Regions from separate parts of the Mus musculus genome. Here region 2 is linked to region 1. Evidence: chromatin contacts called from public promoter capture Hi-C data. All regions are on one chromosome and are shown on one strand. Each heading gives the region's core, a stretch centred on a gene start, on an enhancer-like site or on the middle of the called end of the contact. The rest is flanking DNA. Distances are from core to core; before and after follow the strand shown. Region 1 holds the start of 2900089D17Rik (a long non-coding RNA gene). Region 2 holds the start of E130309D02Rik (RIKEN cDNA E130309D02 gene).

Evidence for each region. Promoter capture Hi-C pulls out the DNA fragments that hold promoters and counts their contacts.
Region 2: a contact with region 1 is called in a promoter capture Hi-C map of liver, with 3 times the contacts expected there. The contact joins the promoter of E130309D02Rik here to the promoter of 2900089D17Rik in region 1. A contact is called at or near these places in 3 of 39 promoter capture datasets (erythroid cells, liver and pre-B cells).

Annotation. Positions count from the first base shown.
Region 1 is chr5:144,250,948-144,257,643 of GRCm38.p6, forward strand. It overlaps 2900089D17Rik (a long non-coding RNA gene), which reads right to left and starts at 5,208. Exons shown (of 3, transcript XR_868683.3): 1 at 5,132-5,208. Bri3 (brain protein I3) reads left to right here and starts at 4,278. Exons shown (of 3, transcript NM_018772.4): 1 at 4,278-4,572; 2 at 4,863-4,965. The coding sequence starts at 4,431.
Region 2 is chr5:143,311,501-143,318,298 of GRCm38.p6, forward strand. It overlaps E130309D02Rik (RIKEN cDNA E130309D02 gene), which reads right to left and starts at 3,860. Exons shown (of 6, transcript NM_172726.4): 1 at 3,403-3,860; 2 at 2,678-2,899; 3 at 211-376. The coding sequence starts at 3,594. It overlaps Zdhhc4 (zinc finger, DHHC domain containing 4), which reads right to left. Exons shown (of 8, transcript NM_028379.5): 8 at 4,989-5,332. The coding sequence ends at 5,042.

The sequences.
Region 1 (6,696 bases), core at 3,958-6,457:
TAACTTCTGGTCTCCTGTGAGACAGGACACAGAGACAGTATATTGTGGGGACATGAACAGAAATAATCCCTCATCCAGGCCCCTGCTTGCAGCCTCTCTCCAGCTAAGAAGTAAAAATTCTAGCACAATTATCCGCATCTCCTTAAGGCCTTTTTCCCTTCCCAGCTGTAACCTGAAATTTTCTAGGAATCTCCCCCAGAAACTCCACTACAGTAAAAGGTGTGTGCTAAAGCCCTGTGCAACCCCAGGGCTTCCCAGCTTCACCTTATCAGAGCATGGCTCCATGCAAATTACCTGCACGGTCACCCTATGGAATCGCTTATCAAGAACTAGCCGGGTGGGGGTATGGCTGCTGCCATCATGAAGCCCAGGCTTCAACACCACAAACTGTGTGTGGTGCATGGCTGTAAGCCCAGAGCTTGCGAGGTGAAGGCAGGAGGATTAGAAGTTCAAGGTCATCTTTGCCTACATAGAGGGAGAGCTTGTCTCAGAGATGGAGGAGGGGAAGGAACAAGGGAGAGGTGGAGGGCGGTGAGGAATAAAGAATCTCCAGCAAGCCTTTGAGATGTAACTTGAGAGTAACCAAGATGATAATTATGGCTAAAGCTAAGACACTTGAGTCTCTCCCTTAAGTGGCATTAGTTAGGGTCTGTTGCTGAGGTAGAACACCGTGACCGAGGAAGGCAACTCAATATGCTTATGGCTCCAGGAGAGCTAAGAGGGTCTCATTGTGCTGGGGGAGTGTGGCAGCAGGCGGCACGCATGGCAGCTGGAGCAAGAAGCTGCGAGTTCACGTCCTTAGTGGCAAGCATGAAGCAGAGAGAGCAAACTGGACAAGGCCTTTTAACCCCAATGCCCGCCCCTATGACGCCCTTCCTTTGGGAAGGCTGCTCGGCCTACATCTCCCAGCGCCTCAGCCTTCTCTTTCTCCAGTATGTATCTACGTTAACTTTCCTGTTGCTGTGAAGAGACACTGACAGGACTTATAGAAGAATGAGTTTATGGGGAGTCTATGGTTTCAGAGATGAGTCTTTGAGCATCGTGGTGAGTAGCATGACAGTGGTCACGGTCACGAAGACAGGGCCTTCAGCAGCAGCTGAGAGCTGACATCTGATCAACAAGGACAAGCCAGAGAGAGCTTTGAGGGAAACCTCAAAGCCCACTTCCCGTGGCGCACCTCCAACCAGGCACTGGGGACCATGGACCCAAGCATACGGGGACCACTCTCCCCCAAACCACAATGCCTTAGAATGGGGTTTCCTGGGAAACTCCAATTCCTTAAGGTCCACTGTTTCATCAGCCTGGAAAGGGGCAGACGGAACATTTAGGACTCCATGGTCACACTCTAACTCTTCCTCTTATCTGCATCTGCTCAAACCCCAATTCCGGGGGAATCCCAGAACCATCTATTTCTTAGACTTCCTCTTCTGGGCTCAGACTCAGAGGCTGGCTTTGCTCCCAACTTCATGGAGCAATTAGCAACAGTCAAGTCGAAGCTCCAAGCTCCCGTGCTGGGGATGTAGCTCAGGGCGGAAGGCTCAGACAGGACACACCGGGTAGGAGGGAGGAGGGTGAGGGAGGAGGGTGAGGGGAAGAGGAGGGAGCAACCTCTGTCCTACCACTTTTGTGCTCCCTTTCAGTAGGTGACCAGTCCAACCCTACAGGACACTGTTCCTGCTCTGTGCAGGACCCTAGCCTTTTACCCCTCATCCACAAATAATCTGTTGTTTGTCCACCTTAAGCAAGCAAACCATCCTGAGCTGTTCCTTCCATCTCCTCATGGCCAACTGGTTCATTTTCTTACTTTGTGTGTGTGTGTATGTGGCATATGTGTGTGTGTGTATGTACATGTTTGCTCTTGCACAGGCATATGTGTGTGTGTGTGTGTCAGTGTGGCGGACAGATGCTCTCCATTTTATTATTTAAGAGACGGTCTCTGGTTAAACCTGGGTCTCATTCATTTGGCCATGCTGGCTGGCCAGTGAGCTGCAGGGATCTTTCTCGGCCTCTCCAGCACTGGGATCAGAGGTGCACACCGCCTTAGCTGGCTTTTATGTGGTTGTTAGGATACAAACACAAATCCTCGCCTTACTGACTGACCCAGAAGCACCTCCCTCCTCCTCCACCCACCCACCTGTCCACCCACCTGTCCATCCATCCACCTGTCCATCCATCCATCTTTAGACTTTTATTTTTTTTAAATGTGAATACACTGTCTCTGTCTTCAGACACACCAGAACAGGGCATTGGATCCCATTACAGATGGTTGTGAGCCACCATGTGGTTGCTGGGAATTGAACTCAGGACCTCTGGACGAACAGTCAGTGCTCTTAACCGCTGAGCCATCTCTCCAGCCCCAGATGTTTTTTTTTTTTTTTTTTTTTTTTTCTTCAGTGAGACAGACTCACCACCTGAGGTGCTGGTGAGCCACCTGAGATGAATCCACTTCTTTGCGGTGATAAGGCTTGGTGGTGCAGCCCAGGCTTCCCTGGAGAGGGGCTTCTACTTCATGCTGCTCAAGCCTTTGGGTTCTGTCACTCCAGGGGAGTCACCCCTGCTTCCTTCAAAGCCAGTCCCCATTAGCCAGGTTTGTATGCTGTTGTTGAGATGCAGTGGATCTTGCTGTTAAGCCACGGATGATCTTGAATTTATTTTTAAAGACTTATGTATGTATATGACAGTACACTGTAGCTGTCTTTAGAAGACACCTGAAGAGGGCATCAGATCTCATTACGGATGGTTGTGAGCTACCATGTGGTTGCTGGGAATTGAATTCAGGACCTCTGGAAGAGCAGCTAGTGCTCTTAACTGCTGAGCCATCTCTCCAGCCCGACCTTTCACTTTGGAGGCTTCTGTCTCCACCTCTAGAGTGCTGGGATTACAGGCTTGAGCCACCATGCCCAGTTAATGCAATGCTGGGATGGGTCCTGGGGCTTCAGGCACGCTGGGTGACTGCTCTATGAACTGAGCTACACATACAACCTCACTGGGTATCTTTTGAGGTAGAGTCTCAAAATGTTACCCAGACTGGCTCTGAACTCCTAATTCTCCTTCAGAGTGCCACCAGATGGACGGATGGACACACACACACACACACACACACACACACACAAGACCCTGGAAATACATAGGCAACAATTGGGAAGGATTCTCACTGTTCCAACATTTCTTTTTCCTTGCTTGGTTTTTGGAGACATGGTCTCATGTAGCTGAGGCTGGCCTTGAACTTGCTGTGTAGTAGTGGACCTGATTCTCTTGAATCATTTCCCAAGCACTGGGGTGAGAGTCACGTGCCGGAACCCACGGCTTCACGTGTGTTAGGTAAACTCATGCCAGGCGATACTTGGGCTAGCGGCATGGCAGTAGCTATGCAGAGACTGCATGGGCCTGTGTCAGACCATGGTCCTCTCCTAGGGAGCCACATCGCCATGCTGTACACTCAGCAAGTTTGCGGTCAGGCTGCTAAAAAAAAGTTGGAGAACCTGAAGGAAGCGCCGCAGGTGCTTAGAGTTTAGGGTTCTCCCAAGCAGGGCAGTTATTTCTAATTAGTGGCCACAGCCCCTGAAAGCGAAAATTAATCAAAAGAGGAGGAGGAGGAAGGCTCAGCAGTTGAGTAGGCTTCAGTGGGTGAGCGTACTCAGTTGTTTTCCTTCCTACACCCAAGGATGTGTGGGCAGTGATTGGGAGGGGCTCGCCTGGTCCCTCCCTGTGGGTGGTGACCCGGGTGCTGGGTTGGGCAAGGGGAGGATTTGGGCGTGGAGGGGCAACGAAGTCCATAGTTTAGGAGGTAAAGGTGAGAGGGTTAAGAGTTCCAGGCCAGCTTGGGCTACATGAGCCTAGGTCCAAAACAAACAAACAAACACAGAAAAACGGTGGAGGCGCCTGCTGCAGAATCTGTCAACCAATCTATCTCAGGACCCATATGGTGGAAAGCAGGAACCCACTCTCGAAAGTTATTTATTCTCTGGCTTCCAAATGCGTGCCCACTCATATAAACACACCCTCCCCCCAAATAATTGTAACAAACATTATTATTATTATTTTTAGAAAAAAAGCAAAAGCTAAAGGAGGCCAGGATCTTGTTGGGTCTCCGGCCGTGGCCGGGAGTCAGAACTTCTCTGGAAGTCCAAGATCCATTGTGGGGCGGGACTGAACGAGGACAACACCCCGCCAGCGGCAGCCGCTGAGGCGTCTTTAAGACGCCCTCGCCCAAACCCCGCCCACAGCCCCGCCCCGCCCCGCCCACGTGACCCCGATCTTGTGACCGGCGGGAGGGCGGGGAACCCTTGGCGCGCCCGCCCCGCCCGGCGCGCGCCTCACTGGGCCGAGCTGCCCGGGACACCGCCGTCGCCGCTACCGCCGCCATCCCCGCCGGGCCGAAGGAAGCGAGCCGGGCCGGAGCTGGCGGGCGCGCGGCCCCGGGGGCCGCGATGGACCACAAGCCCCTGTTGCAGGAGCGCCCGCCCGCCTACAACCTGGAGGCCGGCCAGGGCGACTACGCGTGCGGCCCGCACGGCTACGGGGCCATCCCCACCGCGCCCCCGCCGCCGCCCTACCCCTACCTCGTCACAGGTGGGCCCGCAGCTCTTCGGGGTCCCCGAACGGCCTCCGGGCCAAGCACCGCGCTGTCCCCGGCGCGGGCCTGCCGGGGGGGCAGCTGCTACCCGGAGCGCCCTGCCCGGCCAGGCCCTGCCCCGGTGGCCGTGAACTTAGTGTCGGAGGGTTCACACTTGGCTTCTAGAGCCCACCCGCAGGCGCGCTCAGCCCCGTTGGAGGCGGGGAGGACGGGGGCTAAGGGGGAGGGAGGGAGGAGAGGAGGAGGGCCGAGTCGCCCGGGGCTGATCAGCACTCCGCTCCCACAGGGATCCCCACCAGCCACCCCCGGGTCTATAACATCCACAGTCGAACGGTCACCCGGTATCCTGCCAACTCCATCGTCGTGGTCGGAGGCTGCCCGGTCTGCAGGTAAGTCTCTAGCCTGGGGGTGGGGGGTGGCGGCGGAGAACGCACGTGCCGGAATCTTGCAAAAGGCCAGCGGGGGTGGGATGGGGTGGGGTCACAGCCCGGCTCCTGTCTCAGAGGGAAGTCCCGCAGGGGAGGGACTGCAGTGGGAGAAGGTGGGGTCACTCACCCCTGGCTCTGAATTTACTTTATGCGGCAGAAGGATGGGTTCCCTTTTCTGTGGGGAGTTGAGTGCATTTGGGAGGCATGGCACCCGGAGTGCGTGGGACGCAGGAATGTTAACAATGGAGACTGATGGTCTTTCCTCCCTAGTACTGGAGATCCGCAGCGAATCAGGGTTTGTTTTGTTAGGTTTTTTTCCTCCAGTTTCCGCAAGTGTGTCCAGTACTAAGGAGATATTGGGACTTGAGTCCGCAGGCCAGTATGCCAAAGGACTTAGGAGATCCAAGTGGCCAGCAGAGAGCAAAGGCTGTGAGGGTGCAGAATGACGACCAGGGCTTAACAACTCCTGGCCACTAGCTGGCCCAGGAGGAAACCCCGTGCTTCTTTGTTCCGGGCTGGAGTGGTTTTGTTGTTGTGGCTGTTTTACCCTCAAACTGGAGCTGACAGAAACTTTGTGGGGACTTTATGGAAGGTGAGAGATGCAGCCAGGCTCATTCTAGGCAGGCTTTGAGGATTCGGCTTCCAAGTTGGACTTGGCCACTCACCCGGGGATGGGCCAGGTACAGCTCGTGCAGGGCAGGGTTTCAGCCTTTGTCTGGCAGGGGGAAGTTCCAAGTCTCTGAGATGGAATTAAGAAACCCTTGTTTGGACTTAGCTTTCGTTTCAAAAGTGTGTGTCAGAGGCGCAGAGTGGAGCCATAAGGAAGTTAATGATTTTGGAAACTTGCGAGTGGCCTCACAAGAGATGACTGAGGGTGGAAGACACTGGACCCTCGGTTGATCATGTGCTTGGGGGAAGAAGGCTGAAGGCCAGTTAGTTAGAGTCCTCCTTCAGGGACCCAAGTGACTTGGCTTTTGGAGCTGGTGCAGGGGAGAGGAGTGGGACTCAGCTGCTTCCTCTAGCTGTAGATGGGGTGGCTCTCTGATAGCTTGGTCTTGCTGGCCGCCTCTCTCTCTGCAAGCTTTCCACCTGAGGGCTTGAGGCACACCAAAGAGGGAGCATAGACTGGGAGGTGGTCCTAGCTTGTTGAGCCAAGGGGATTAGTATAGGGTCTCCTGTGCAGAGAGAGAGCCACTGGGAACAGAAGGGGGTTAGTTGTATGGAGGTGGGAGACTTCCTGTGTGGCCTTGAGGCTAGTCCCTGCATGGGAATTCTCAGAGCCCTGAGGATGGGACAAATATTAGCTGAACTCTCAGATTTAAGGAGAGGTCTCATAGGGGTAGGTGGCAAGCAGGCAGGAAGGTGGGGAGAGGCATAGCAGTGCAGGGGGCTCACTAGGATTTCATGTCTGCTTGTTCCAGCAACCAGATCCTGGCCCTACCACAGTCAGCTGGGTTTGTTTCTGTTTTTTTTCCTCTCCCCCAGTGGACAGGAGTGTTCCCATGAGGCTCTTCTTGGACCAGACCCCTGAACTTGGGGGTTGGGGTGTGGGGGGACGGACAGCAGGGCAGTATGGCTGCTATAGTCTGGGGCCAAGGCAGTCAAAATCCTAGACTGTGGAGTGTCCCACTGCAGTCTGGACTGCTGCTGGTGGAGAACACTTTCTCTGAGACTTTCCCTGGGAAGTGAGTT
Region 2 (6,798 bases), core at 2,610-5,109, 940 kb before region 1:
CCAAGTGCCTCTGTGGGCACTGCACACGTGACACCCGCCCCCCAGACACAAACCACAAAATAAAACAAAAGCCAATGTAGTCACTGGGGCATGAGGTATTCCAGGGCAGAATGCTTGTCCAGCATGCTCGAAACTCTGGGTTCTACCCCCAGCACAGCAAGAAAGAAATACACAAAGCTGGTGTCCACCAGAAGCTGCTCGGACACTCACCTGATGACAGGTCGTAGAGGGCGGTCACGGACGTTATGAACTGGCAGCAGAAACGAGGACTGGCACTAAAGATCTGCTTCAGTGTCTGAACGGAGCCCGGCACCAGACAGCAGTAGTCCTCCACAAGCACTCTGGCAAGCCTCACGCAGTAGACCACGGGCGTCCGCTGGGAAGAAGCCACAGTCCAAGTCACTGAGGAACCCTGAGCTGGCAGGTGACAGCTGCGTGTAAAGAGTGAAGACCACCCACGTGGGTGGAGCCACTTCGGGGCGGGGAGACCTGCTAACAGAGCCCCTTGGGGTAGGGTCTCATCATCTAAAGCCCATGGCACCAGTCTACCACCACTTCCCAGCCACAGGGGAGCACAGCTCCACAGGGGCGGCCAAGCTAATCAGCCTGCTATCCCACACTCCAGCACTAGAGGGCAGAAGTGCGTTCTTGCAAGAAGGACCATGCCCACTACAAAGGTGGAATAGTTACATAAATCTGCCTGTCTCGGTTGAAAGGTGACTTTGCCGAGGAAATGACAATTTCTGAAGGACACCATACATCAAAACTACCCATTACTACCACTGTGAGGTTTGGAAGAGTTTGTGAATTATCACATGATGAAATGTTTGCCACAAGCCCAGCAGTGGTGGCGCACGCCTTTGATCCCAGCACTTGGGAGGCAGAGGCAGGCGGATCTCTTGAGTTCCAGGACAGCCAGGGCTACTCAGAGAAACCCTGTCTCAAAAAAACAAAAACAAACAAACAAAAAAAAAAAAGTTTGCTACAGCTGGGTGTGGTGGCTCAAGGCTCGGTCTCAGCACTAGGAAGCCTGGGGCAAAAGGATTAGGAGGTTGTAGGCTGGCCTAAGCTACATAGTTAAACTTGTTTTTCTTAAGATTTTACTTTTCATGGTGTGTAGCCCCGTGTGTCTGTTTGAGTAGACCCATACATGTGCGTAAAGGCATTCAAGGAGAACAGGGGGAAGGGATTCCCGGGAGCTGGAGTTATAGGCACTTGGGAGCAGGATATGGGTGCTCTAAGAACTGGATTTGGGTCCTTTGTGTGAACAAGTCTCTTAACTCCTAAGCCATCTCTCCTTCCCTCCGCATACTGTTTTAAAAATCCAATCATTTTGCCTGAGAAATAGATTTTCCATTTATTCTGAAGATGAGGCCTTTTTGTTTTGTTTATCAAAAAATTAATTTAAGGCTGGGTGTGGTGTCACACACCTTTAATCTGGGGAGGCCAAGGATGGCAAATCTTTGTGAGTTAGAGGCCAGCCTGGTCTACAGAGTGAATTCCATGCCAATCGAGGCCATACAGTAAGACGCAAACTGGGAGGATGGTGGGGGATGGTTGGTGGGGGATGGTGGAGGATGGTGGGGGATGGTGGGGGATGGTGGGGGATGGTGGAGGATTCAGCCAGTTAAGCTCTTGCCTTGCAAGCCCGACAACCTGAGAGAAAGCTCTGTAACAGCATAAGGACAAAAGAAGTAGGGGGCTAGACAGGCAGCTCAGTAGTTAGGGGCACTGGCTGCTCTCCCAGAGGACCCAAATTCGATTCCTAGCACCCACATGGTGGCTCACAACCATTTGTAACTCTAGTTGCAGGGATCGAAAGCCCGCTCCGCTTCCAGCCTCCACAGTGTGAGCAGCAGCATACAGGTGGTACACAGACACAACATCCCCACGCAAAACAGTTCCACATTAACAAATAATTTTACAAATTTAAGATGAAAAGGAGCCAAGGAAGCCAGGTGGCGGTGGCGCATACCTTTAATCCCAGCACTCGGGAGGCAGAGGCAGGCGGATTACTGAGTTCAAGGCCAGCCTGGTCTACACAGTGAGTTACAGGACAGCCAGTGCTACACAGAGAAACCCTGTCTCAAAAAAAGGTGACAGTAGTGACCCGACTTCACACAGCTGTCCTCAGGCCTCTCCAGATGTGCTGTGGCACAGGCAACCACACACACATCACACATGCACAGTAATACTAAAAGTAAGCTGGGTGTGATGGCATACACCTTTAATAGCAAATGCTAGGGAGGCAGAGACACCTGGTCTGGGTTGAGTTCAAGGCCAGCCTGGTCTACATTTTGAGATCCAGGACAGCCCAGGCTACATAATCAGAACCTGTTTCAAAATGAAACAAATCCTAATTTTACTACTTTGTGTACAAGAAGGCTACAATTCCAGAGCCAGACACGTGGACCCTATAATCCTCAAGAGACTCAGGTAGAAGGGTCATGAGGGTTGAATTCAGCTTGGGCTACATACCAAATTCTTTTTTCAAAAAAAAAAAGTCAATCAAAGAAACAAAAAAAATGTTTGCTCCATAAAAAAAACGGGACTGGGTGTAGCACCCAGGCAGGGATGATCGATGACATCACGCACGTGTAAAAGACCTCTACGAACATCCAAACTCTTGTTATCCTGTCTACGGAGACTGTGGGAGACGCTATTTCGAGAGCAGTACCTGGAGCCAGGAGGCCGCACATTCCAACACGGGGATCCGACACACGGCCACGGCCATGGAGACCAGCTTTCCCAACAAGCTCATTCGGCTGTCGTCGGCTTTGTTCCCTTGGGGGCTGAAAAGGGAGGAGAAAATGATCTGCCGCACAGAGTCCTTGCTTTGCTCCTGGAAGTAACTGCACATGATTTCAAGAAGCTGGAGCTCCTGGAGGGAATTCAGTCTCTGTAAAAACAAACCCGGAAGAGAAGCTGTGAGAAGAGGGCCTCCACCTGCCCCTTAGCTCCCACCCTAAGAGATTAGGGAAGTGGATGCTTAGAATCCCAGCGCACACGAGGCTGAGTCTAGCCGATAATGAGTTTCAGGCTGGCCCGAGATACATGGTACACAGAAAGACAGTGTTTGAAAAAGGAAAACAGATCTATTCTTTTTCCCAGGGTGTATTTTTTTCACCCTTCAGAAGCCTAAGCCCGGGGGGGCTTAACTCTATGAATAAGCAAAGGAAAAAACCCTGCATCTAGTTAAGCGACATCCCAGAGGGATGTTAAGTAGCCAGTTCACAAAGCCACCACCCCGGATCATTCATTGGTGGGCGACTGTCACACGCCTGCGAAACGGGCACGCGGCTGAGCAACGCCGCTGGACTGCAAGGCCGGGGGAGCGGAAAGAGGAGCGAGACCTCGGGGCGAGCTCCTGTCACCGAGCGAGGGCACGGCCGGGGCGGGCACCTTGGGCTGCGCGCCGCGCTCCTTGGGCACTTGGAACACGAACTCCTCCAGCAGCTCCACGGAGCCCTTGTCCACGATGGGCAACGGCGCGCTCTGCAGCTGGCTGCTGAAGTAGATGTCCAGGTGGTACAGCACCTCCTTGGCGGCGCTCAGCGCGTCGCGCCGCAGCAGCGAGTGGCGGATGTCGCTCATGGTGCGGCCGCCCTGTCCCCGCCGCGAGTCCTACTTCCGCCCGGAGACAAAGAGGCGCGACCGGCCTGGGCCCCGACGCGGGCAGGGTCGCGGCGCCCGCCCGCCTCTAACAGGCGCCAACCCGCTCAGGGGACCATCGTCGCCGCTGCCGCCGCCGCCACGGGCCAGCGAGTATCCTGGGGTCCGACTGCGGCGCCGCCCAGAGCCGCGGGAGCCGACGCCGCTCGGCCGAACCGGCGGCTGAATGGCGACGGCGGCCCGCAGGGGCCAAGCTCGGGCTGCGGCCGCGCGCTCTCGTGGGCGCCCCCTGGCGGTGAAGCCCGCACGGGCAAGCACGAGGCCCCGCCCCGCCGTCTTCGCAAGAGTTTCTCCGGCTTCAGAGGTGTTTGATTATCAGACACTCGGAGGTGTTCTGAGCCGGCACCACGCACCCAAGCCTTCTCATGCTCCCCTCCAACCAGGACGTGCTCTGATCGCCCCCGGGAGTGGGGCGACTACTAGGACAAATGATGCTTGTAAGCACCCCCACGCCCTGATCCTTCTGTTCCAGGGTCAGTGTTTCCAAATTCTCTCCTGACTCCTGGACCCTCTTAACTGCTATGCTCTAGCCCAGCCCAGGAGGACTATGGGAATCTTAGTACAAGGTTTAGCCCACGTGCTCCCTGTTCCTGAAAACCCTCCCACCCTACAACACTCCCACTCCCCAGCTCAAGATTTCTATACAATCTATGGGCGATGGTTTATTTACAATTTATACTAAACTAGCTGTTAATGAAGACTGGAGATTTTTTTTTTTCTTTTGGTTTTTCGAGTCAGGGGTACTCAGTGTAACCCTGGCTGTCCTGTAACTCACTGTGTAGACCAGGCTGGTCTCAAACTCAGAGATCCACGTTCCTCTGCCTCCTGAGTACTGTGATCAAAGGTGTGCACCACCACCGCCCATCGGGGAGTAGAGATTTTAAACAGAATGGAAAAGTCTTGCGTGTGGCTCACAAATACAATGACTAAGAGGCCTATGGCTGAGAGGATTTAGTTAAGATGATAAAGGGCCCCTGCCTGGGAAAGAACAGACCAGGGAGAGAGTGCAGCTGGGCACAGCCCAGAGACTCTCTTGTACATCAGGGAACAGACTTTATGGTCCTAGTTCAGGCGCCCAAGGGTGCAGTGAAAGAGGCAAAGGCCTCCTTGTCACCCAGAGCCTTGGACATCTCTTGACCCTTCTCACACTAGGACCTCAGAAGTTACTGGATCTAGCAGAATATAGGCAGGAGGGAAATCTGCCCTGGGAGACACGAGAACTCAGCAAGCCTAGCTTCCCATCTCTTTTTCCCCACTAAAGCCCACTCACGCCCACACAGCAGAAACCAACACAGACAATGATGAGAAAACAAATATCCATGTGTACAAATAGGTGTGCACTGTATTTAAAAGGCAGGGCACTTCCGCTCTATTTCTCCTTTTTCTTGTAACTGGGGGTAGCAGGTAGAAAGATCTCTCGAAGGTTGCTCCTAAACCCGTGGGAGTGAATGTTCTGGTGGATCCGGGGCTCAGCTGATGGGGACCAAGCCACCAGAGGCCAGCGCTGGCACCAGGCCCAGTCGCCTTTATACCATTCATTTGTGGTCTGGTTGGTGGCAGCCAGGTACAGAGCAAAGCACAAGTAGCCAGCCAGGAGCATGCTCAAAACGATGACAAAGCCCAGTAGGAAGACAATCCTTGGAAATGCCAGGAACAGATGCTGTGGGCAGAAAACCAGAGTGTTAGCAAATAGCCTTCAATGCCTGAGCACCAGCCCTGACCCTGTGGTGCAGACTCATCACTCAGCTGACCTTCTGCATCAGATCTGACCCACCAGGCAGTATATACAGCTGAAAAATGTGCCAATGCCCCAGCATTCATGAGGCCCCACACTCAAAATTCCCTATTTCTCTTTCTCTGTCTCTGTCTGTCTCCCTGTCTGTCTGTCACATGCATGTATTGCACAAGTGCAAGCACACAGATACACACACATATGCACTTCAGTTGCCTCAAATCTGACCCTTGGAACATAGATCTGAGTCACAGTCAACACAGACACAGGCAGGCAGCCCAGGCATGAGCCTAGTGTGTGTGACAGCTTGTTGCAGGATAACTTTCACACAGGCAGAAAGGTCACTCAAGACACAGACAGTACTTTGCCAGTCTGCTGTTTACAGACAAATATGTGGAGACAGCTCGTGCATTAAACTAAAATCCTGCGAGGACTGTCTCTTTAAAGCCACCGAGCACAGGAACAGCAGGCCAGGAGTGCTGACAGCAGTACCCGCCCCTCCAGCATCTCTGCGCATGAGCGATGGTGCAGGCTGGTGAGCATAACGCTCACAAGGCTGAAATGGTTGGCAAGTTTGAGGCCAGCCCAAGTCAGAGTAAGGCCTTGACTCAAGACATCAAAACAAAACAATAACAAACGAAATGGCTGTGCATGAGGAAGAATGAGACTCTGGGTCAGTCACAGTACAGCACACCAAGAAGCAATTAACGTCAACTCAGACTGTGGATTGGTGCGCAGTGAGAACGGAAAGGCTCAGGGCTCTCCCTGGTATGTTGTGTGACTATGGCACGAGGATGGTGAGGGTCTAAGGCCAGGCCACATCTGGGAACTGGCACAGGAGGGGCGGGGCAGAGGTCTCACACTGCGTGTTCCTTTTTAAACCTTTAGGGCAAAAGTTCTCTGTGGGTGTTCACGCAATGTGTGTCTGCATCAGAGCGTGGGGTCAGGCATCTGTCCGTGCTTTTCTACCTTGCTTGAAGCTAGCTTGCTGCTGCAATGCCAGGCTAGCCTGGCCTGTGAGCTTCTGGGATTTTCTGTCTCCACCTCTCAGCCTCTCCATTCCAGATGTGTGCCCCCACCTCTCAGCCTCTCCATCCCAGATGTGTGCTACCACACTGTGCTCTACACGGATTCTGGGATCCGAACTGAGGTCCTCATTTGTATGGCAAGGGCCTTACCCACTCAGCCGTATAGAACCCTGAGCCAAATGCTTGCTTATCTGAATACTGTGTTATTTTTATAATAGGAGGGGTAAAAAAATTAGAATTCAATGTTTTTGGAAGTCAGAGGAGGAAAAATACTAATCAGAACTCTTAATTAGAGCAACTGTGTAACTCAAGTCATGGAGAGAAGAGACCGACGGTGGGCAAAGGGCATCTCAGCTTTCTTATACC